2 separate regions of the Mus musculus genome follow, and region 2 is linked to region 1. A link is a contact called in public Hi-C data. All regions are on one chromosome and are shown on one strand. The core of a region is the stretch at or near the end of the contact, and the rest is flanking DNA. Distances in the headings are between cores, read along the strand shown. Region 1 overlaps Fam189a2 (family with sequence similarity 189, member A2). Region 2 has its middle 17 kb from the start of Tjp2.

Evidence for each region. A called contact is a pair of places that touch in the nucleus more often than the background predicts.
Region 2: a contact with region 1 is called in a Hi-C map of uterus, with 3 times the contacts expected there. A contact is called at or near these places in 2 of 484 Hi-C or Micro-C datasets (bone marrow-derived macrophages and uterus), 1 of 130 datasets of targeted methods (pancreatic cancer cells) and 1 of 9 other capture datasets (embryonic stem cells).

The regions. Positions count from the first base shown.
Region 1 is chr19:23,971,113-23,975,115 of GRCm38.p6, forward strand. Fam189a2 (family with sequence similarity 189, member A2) reads right to left here. Exons shown (of 11, transcript NM_001114174.1): 11 at 1,638-2,519. The coding sequence ends at 2,313. Among named protein-coding and RNA genes, the nearest start is that of Gm34076, 56 kb to the left of the region's middle.
Region 2 is chr19:24,240,250-24,244,252 of GRCm38.p6, forward strand. No RefSeq gene overlaps it. Among named protein-coding and RNA genes, the nearest start is that of Tjp2, 17 kb to the left of the region's middle.

The DNA of each region.
Region 1 (4,003 bases), core at 744-3,243:
CTGAGGCAGCCCCCCTACCACCTGCTGCCCTTTGGGTGGTGCCCTCAGGTGTCATGTCTTTCCTTGCTGGCTTATGTCTGTCAACCACCCTGTCCTCAGGACACACGGGGGCATCTCTGTACCATGCCTCAAAGGTTCACACTTCTGATACCCAGCCATCTGCCCTGAGCCTTCAAGGCATGCTATACACTCAGTGGTCCAAGGCAACCAGCAAGGGAGTCGGGAAAGAGATTGGAAAGAGCTGCAGCTATGGGCAGAGGGTATGAAAAGTCTAGCCACACACAGAGATGTGGCCAGTACTTTCTCTTACAAACTATGGGGAGAAGCCCTTGGTAGGCTGAGAATTCCTAGCCCTCCCCCTGAAAAAGGCGGCTGAAGAGAATGCCAAGGGACGTGGCAAGACCGACCCGGTTCCTGGGCAGTCTACCCTGTGAGTGACCAGCGGTGAGAGCAGAGGTTTGTGATACACAGTGACTCACAGAGAAAGCAGGTTTGACCTTGGGCAGCAGCCCAGGCTGTGGTGCAAAGCTACATGGTGACAATGAGGACTTTTAGAGAGGCCAGAAGAGGTGTCTCTCATTCAGGATGGAGCGGAGGTGGTAACAACAGAAACCGCCCTTGGGGAAGGAGGCCCCTAATGCACCTCACTCAGGCACTCAGCCAGACCCAGCTTGCTCACGGCCCTTCGTTTCTCAACGTTTCCAAAGCCCACTTTCCAGGACAGCTCAGTGACCCCTGAGGCCACTCTAATATGAATGGTTGATAGAGTCAGGGGAGGCTATGGTCCCATGAACGATGCAGGATGCTCCGCAACCGGGAACACAAATACTACCACCTGAGAAGCTGGACACAGAGAGGTTCCCGAGTCTGGCCACTTGGGTGTGAATGTCAGCTCTACCCCTTGGTTTCTGTGTGATCTTGGACAAGTTGTGAAATATCATTATCCTATAAAATGGAGAAAATAGCAGCTCCCACTAAATAGGCTGTGATGAGCACCAGATGAGAATTTAATACCCTCATCATAGTACTAAGGCGGGGCCCAATAAAACCAGCGCTCACCGCCCCAGGCAGCCTTAGTCCATTTCCTTGCCTCCTCTCCCATTTAAATTAACCACTTTCCCACCAGCACAGTGATCATTTCGAAATAGGATTAAGTTTATCTTGTTTGTGTTAGAAATTTCCGTGGTATCTCACCGTTAACATAGGTTGCAGCTAGCCAGGCTTCCGTCCACCTCTCCTTCAAAAACGATTCTGTGATCACTAGTATGCCTGGCCTCTGTCTCTGTCTCGAATAGTCTCCCCTGGTCCTCAAAGTCAAGGTCAAGATCAAATGTCGTTTCCTCAGAGAAGCCCTCCCTGACCACCCCCTTACTTCTTAGCATCAGTACTATCAGTAATTGCTTTACTGACTTTCTCTTTATACCCCACTAGAATGCAGGTCCACAGAGCCATTCAGGCTAACCTGTTAAATTCAGCCCAGGATTTGCCTGATGCATTGTTATCTATGGGGCTCTGGAACTGTGGAAATGAACTTAGTTTGGTGGCCTAGAGGGGCACCCTGGCCACCACAGCCCAAAATTCACCCTCCATGAGTTAAGGCCTGGTCATTTGAGATCACACAAACACTACACATGGAGTCCAGACTTTCCAACGCCAGCGCTTTATTCTCTGTTCTGTCTTCTAGTTTGCAAGCATGAAGGAATGGACTCAACCATAGTGCTCACCCTTAACGTCCTTCATTTAAAAACAAAACAAAAGAAAAGAAAACAAAACACCGCTTAGCTGGTCTGCTGCTTTTCCTAAAGAGGAAGGGATTGAGGGTAACCTAAAGGAGGCTGGAAGACTGGAGTCACATGGTGTTAACCATCATGTCTCCTGCCAATTCCTCTCACTGAGCAGCCAGAGGCGGCAGGCTGCTATAAATAGCCCGGCAGCTCTCCCCTTACAGCAAGGGAATGAACTTGGCAACAACAAGAGCCATGAGGGGTGAGGCAGGCAAAGGCTAGGGAGCCTGCTTTCTGCTCACCCAGTGTGCACCCCTTGGGGATACTGTGAGACCCAGCAGACAAAGGAGCCCTCCCTGCCTTCTTCTCCAACCAGGAACACACAGACTGGAAGGGCCAGGAAGAACGTACTTCACCCGAGTTCACCTGAGTGCCCTCGTCAGCAAAAAAAGGGAGCCAAAGAACAGGAATAAGTGCCCACCCCAGGAACCCGGTTGAGGGGTTCCCAGTGGGGGGAGGGGGAGGGGTGCCCCTGGCTCCCAGACAGTAAACAGCACTGAGGAGGGACATCCTTCCATGTCACTCAGTTCACAGGACAGTCTCTCGAATGACACCAATAAGGCTGTGTGGCCGCTCAGCCTCCGCTCGCTGCTGGGGCCTCCTCTCGGCTCTCGGCCTTGCTGTCAGAGAGAAGGTGCTTAGATCTCCACAGCTGCGCAGGTGCAGCAGGCCGGGCTGTCTCCTCCAGCTCAACTCCTGGGCCTGGGATGTGCTGGGCTGTGACGGGGCCATTATCTTTGGGAAAAGAAGAGGAGAAGGGAAGATGTTAGCCTCACTAGCGCTGGCCTTTTGACCCGCCCTCTTGCAACCATTGGTGGATCTTATTGTATGCAGTACACTCGATTGGGTGTGAATGTGTAGTCTCGGAGTTGCATTCAGTATCTTCCTCTATCACTCTCCACCTTAGTTTTTAGAGAGAGTCTCTCACTGCAATTGATGCTAGCCACAATGGTTAGACTGGGAGCCACCAGGATCCACCAGAGTTGCAGGCTGGTGCCACGGTGCCTTGTTTTTATATAGGTACTGAGAATCTGCTCTTGGTCCTCATGCCTACACAGCAAACATTTTACCCACTGAGCCATCTCCCCAGCTCCAAGCTGGGGAGTTTTAACAAGAAGCAGGTAGAACCGACACAGAACCACTGTTCTGGATCAGATTTATAAAATGCTAATTAAAAGCAATGATGCTTCAGGTAGCTCTGCTAACCCCGTGGCTAATCAGCGTAAAGAAGCAGGACACTTTATGTGTGAACGCTCTACAGACCTGTCTTTAATGAGTCCTATAACCTTAAACACGGGACAGTAGCACTTCACTTCTCAAAACTACAGTGCTATAGAATAGTTCTCACCCAGATAGGCCTGACGAGGGAGGATCTGTGGAAAGCTGAACTGTCATGTCACTATGGTGTGTGACTTTGTCAGTGGGAAAGAATCAGGAGTCTCACTGCCACCAAGCCTCACAGGACAATCAAGTGGAAGCCACTGTTTCAGAACAGGTAACACAAGGCACTATGGTAGACCATCTACAGCATCCACTCCACTGACCCAGGAGAATGAATTAACAGCCAAGCGGTAACAACAGCTCTCAAATGGGTAAAGAGGAAGTTCTGGCTGGGAGGAAATTCTACTTCTCTGGGGACGCAGGGGTGGAGACTACCTAGCCCAACCCTTCCATTTAATGATGAGAAACCCAAGGCCCAAATGGACTCCATGTACGCCCAGTTTGGTCTTTTACCAAAGTGGCTTCAGTTTAGGGCACCTTTTACTTTTTTAATCTATGGAGAGAAAGCTATTTGGTCCTCTAATTCAGTGGTTCTCAACCTATGGGTTGAGACCCCTTTGGGGTGGTCAAATGATTCTTTCTCAGGGGTCATCTAAGACCATTAGAAAACACAGATAATTACATTACCATTCATAACAGAGGCAAAATTACAATTATGAAGTAGCAAAAAAAAAATAATGTTATGGTGGGGGAAGGGGAGGGTCATCACAACATGAAGAACTGTATGAAAGGGCTGCGGCGTTAGGAAGGGTGAGAACCACTGCTCTAAGTCCCATCGGCCAACTTGTGTAGCCCAGCAACTCACTGGGCATGGGAACAGCTCCTAGACCCTTGCCAGTCATGAGCTTCAGTCTGCCATCATTTTCAAGAGCCGAGAAAACACCACATCCCGGGCAAGCTCCCATTCAGGAACTCATATGCATGGTAAACCCCACAGT
Region 2 (4,003 bases), core at 877-3,376, 270 kb after region 1:
TGTGGGTGGGACCATCTCTGGGCTGGTAGTCTTGGGTTCTATAAGAAAGCAGGCTGAGCAAGCCAGGGGAGGCAAGCCAGTACAGAACATCCCTCCATGGCCTCTGCATCAGCTTCTGCTTCCTGACCTGTTTGAGTTCCAGTCCTGACTTCCTTGGTGATGAACAGCAGTATGGAAGTGTAAGCCGAATAAACCCTTTCCTCCCCAACTTGCTTCTTGGTCCTGATGTTTGTGCAGGAATAGAAACCCTGACTAAGACAGTCATCTTAGCTAACTCCCCTTCCTTCAAGAAACTTATGTGAGTGCCGATGGCTCAAGTTCTTAGAGTCACTGTATTTTTTCCCCGCCAGCTGAAGAAGAGGCTTAGATAAGGGCATGTTGTTCAGGAGAAAAATCCCACAGACCTGGGGTCAAGTCATAATTCTGTCACTTTCTACTCATGTGAGTGGACCTAAAGGAGCCTGCATTCCCTTTAGAAAGGAGAGTAAAGACAGGAAGATCACTGTCAGTCCCAGGCCAACCTCATCTACACTGCAAGTTCTGATCCCAGAAGACCTCCATGCAAATCCCTATCTCAAAACAACAGCAACAGAAGAAGATAGTATGACCTACCTCATAGGTTTCTTAGTGCTGAAAAATCCCATGCATGTGTACTCATAGAGAAACAGCTAGAAAGGTACTATGTTAGGATTGTGATTAGCTGCAGGGTTTCTTTCTGTCTTTCTTTCTATATCATAAAATATATGAAGGCAGACTGCCCCATGTTTTCATAGTAACTTTCCGATTGAAACAGTGGATGAGGTTTCCCTAGGGTTTTGGGGGTTGGTGGGGGGGAGGGTTGTCCTGTCATCTTTGCCTGTGGCTTCGAACCCTATAGGTCTAAGATCATGTCTCGATCTAAGTCTGAGTCAGCTTGCAAGCTGTTTAGCTTGCCTGATGGTCATTGCATTTAGAGCCTAAGGCTGGTCCTCATTTCGAGGCATTCTGGGAAGGAATTATTTAGTTTTTAATTATACTGGAGATCCATCATGGGACCTTGTACATTACCAGGCAACTAGACTACCACGGAGCTACACCGAAGCCCCTGGTCACTGTTAATATGTCTGCATCTGGCAGCCCACCTTCTCCACATCAGGTTTTTAACAGCTCTGAGTTCCCCCATCCTTTTCTCCTATCCCTGTCACTAAGAATTAGCTCAAACTCTTCAGCAACTGGCCCTCCTCGGGGTAGACAGAACCGGTTCCCGGCGGCTGAACTTGAAATGTGTCTAAATGATGCTAAGTTCTCTCTCTCTCTCTCTCTCTCTCTCTCTCTCTCTCTCTCTCTCTCTCGTGAAAAAGGATCACATGACCCAGAGGCTTTGGGTGTGCCGCAGGTGTGCTGTCCCTGTACTTGGGAAGTGGTGACAGAGTCATTGGCTTCACAAAAATTAATTGAGCCTTGGGGCTGGAGAGATGGCTCAGTGGTTAAGAACACTTGCTGCTCTTGCAGAGAACCCAGTTCAGTTCCTGGCACCTCTATGGCAACCCATAACAGCCCTTAACTCCAAGTTCCAGGGATCTGATGCCCCCTTATGATCCTGGAGGGTTGAGCCTTAATTAAATCTATGCATGCAGCCAAACATGGTAATGTATGCCCTTACTATCTGCATTCGGGAACCAGAGGCAGAGACAGAGACAGACAGATCTCTGTGATTTTGAGGCCAGCCCGATATCTACATAGTGAGCTCCAGGCAAGCCAAGGCTACATGGTGAGACCTTGTTGGTGCTGTGGTTGTAGCATGAGTAATGCCTCTGTCAAATCTCTACCCCAACTCTGCCAAACAACTCTTTGTTGTTTTATACGTTTTCCACGTGTCACATCTCACAACTTAAAAAGCTAAAGCATACAGTAGGGTAAACTGTAAAAAGAGAGCAAGTGACAAGAAAGCATTCTCTCCTGCCTTGGCTGCACACAGTCATCTGTAACGTCTGACCTGCTCTGCTCCTGAGCAGGGAACTGCAGGGGAGACTTCCTCTTGTGCTTTGATTTTCATGAATCAGCACCCGCCCTTCACATGAAACCCCAGCTGCAAACGGCCTGATCCTTACCGGCAGGCCTGACCTGCTTGTGACCCTACTCAGCAGCTCCATCCAAGGCTTCCATGGCACCCTCCCCCGCAGCTGCATCCCTCATTCTCCTTGTCTGTTAGTAGATCTTGTGGGACTCAGGCTGTCTACCCGGGGTTCCTTCCCGCCGCCGTGACATCACATCCAGCTTGAGCTCCTTTGAACGAGTTCTCCAGGTTAGACCTCTTTTCTGCCGTCCTAAAAGAAGCAGCCCCTAGCTGTCTGGCACTCAAGTTACAAAACAACTCAATGTATTTTTTTTTTCCTAAGTGCTTCTCTAGATAATGGACTTCTCCCAGGAGGGCTGTTGGTTTTTATGTTTGTTTGATTGATTGATTTGTTTTGTTTTGTTTTAAAGATACTCTTTCTGAGGCATCCTCCTACCCTCTAACTGCCCAGTGAAAACCTTATGTACCCATGCACTCGACCTAGGATTCCACTATGTGTGTTCGCTCAAGCCTACTCCATCGTTTCTGATTCTCTCCATTGCCCTGGGTGTTAGCTTTTCTGTTTGCTTGCCCTTCATCTTACAAGTTCCCTCTGTTATATAGGCACACACCCACAGATATACCCCAAATACCTGATGCAAGTCTAAGCTCTTTACAGATAGAGCCCATATCTGACAAAACAGCTCATAGAATAGACTCCACAAATAGTATACATTTCTTAGATTATTAAATAAATCAGAATGAAATATCAATTTCTTGACTTGATATGGGATGATGCAATATCCCTGTTACTATTCTTATGTTCCTTCAGTACTTAAAGCCCTCAGTGAGAAACAAACAAACAAAACTCTCACCTGTTTTCCATGCCATCTTCCAAACCTCACTGCCCAGGTAGCAGTACATGGCACTGGCCAATTGGAATCCCTGGAGACAGATCAGAGATCGCTCACTGTGTGGCCTGTTTAGAAAGCGTGGTCCCCACCCTCTCCTCAGTAGAACAACCACAAGTTCTGCCAGCCTTCCAGAATAAGGAGAGTGTCCCAGATGGATCTAGCAACTGTCAGGCTGCCGTATCTGTAAAAGGTTGTGTGGAAAAAGCGGGAGTTGACAAAACAAGTAGCTGAGTTAATTATCCTCACCTAATGGTTCCCAAAGCAACAACTCCCAGAGGATCGTTCGCAACAAGATCCCTTCTAACCCCCTTGGGAGGTATCAGTTGTCTGTAACTACCTACCTGGTTATGAGTCATAGGGCTTTGCCTCTGGGAAGTGTACAGGCAGCTAGCAAAAGCATATCCATCAGTTCTTATGTCTCTGCAGGTCCCAGTCGGATACCCTAAGGCTCTCCACATAAGGGCCTTGTGCTACAGATGCATCCATCATTCGTGGAAGGATGCTATGGTTGTTTGAATGAAAACAGTGCCATAAGGAGTGGCACTATTAGGAGGTGTGGCCGTATTAAAGTAGGTGTGGCCTTGTTGGAGGAGGTGTGTCACTGTGGGTGGGCTTTGAGGTCTCAGATGCTCAAGCCAGGCTCAGTGTGTCTCTGTCGCTCCTGATATAGACCTCTGAGCATCTTCTTCAACACCATGTCCGCCTGCATGCTGCCATGCTTCCCACCACGATGATAATGGACTAAACCTCTGAACTCTAAGTTGAATGTTTTCTTTTATAAGAATTGCCATGGCCATGGTGTCTCTTCACAGCACTAGAGACATTAACTAAGGCAGATGCTGATGCCAGAGAGGCCTGACCTGAGAGGAAACAGCAGGGAAGCAGGGGTGGAGGGTCCATTGATGGAAATGTTTTGGAGCTTGCATTTTGGGTTTCAGATATTCAGATTAAGGGGGTTCGGTGGGCAGAGTTACATCCCTGTGTTTACCAAATGGAGACCTCTTTCTTCAGGTAGCCAAGACCCAGAAGCAGAGACTGGGGACAGAGGTGAATG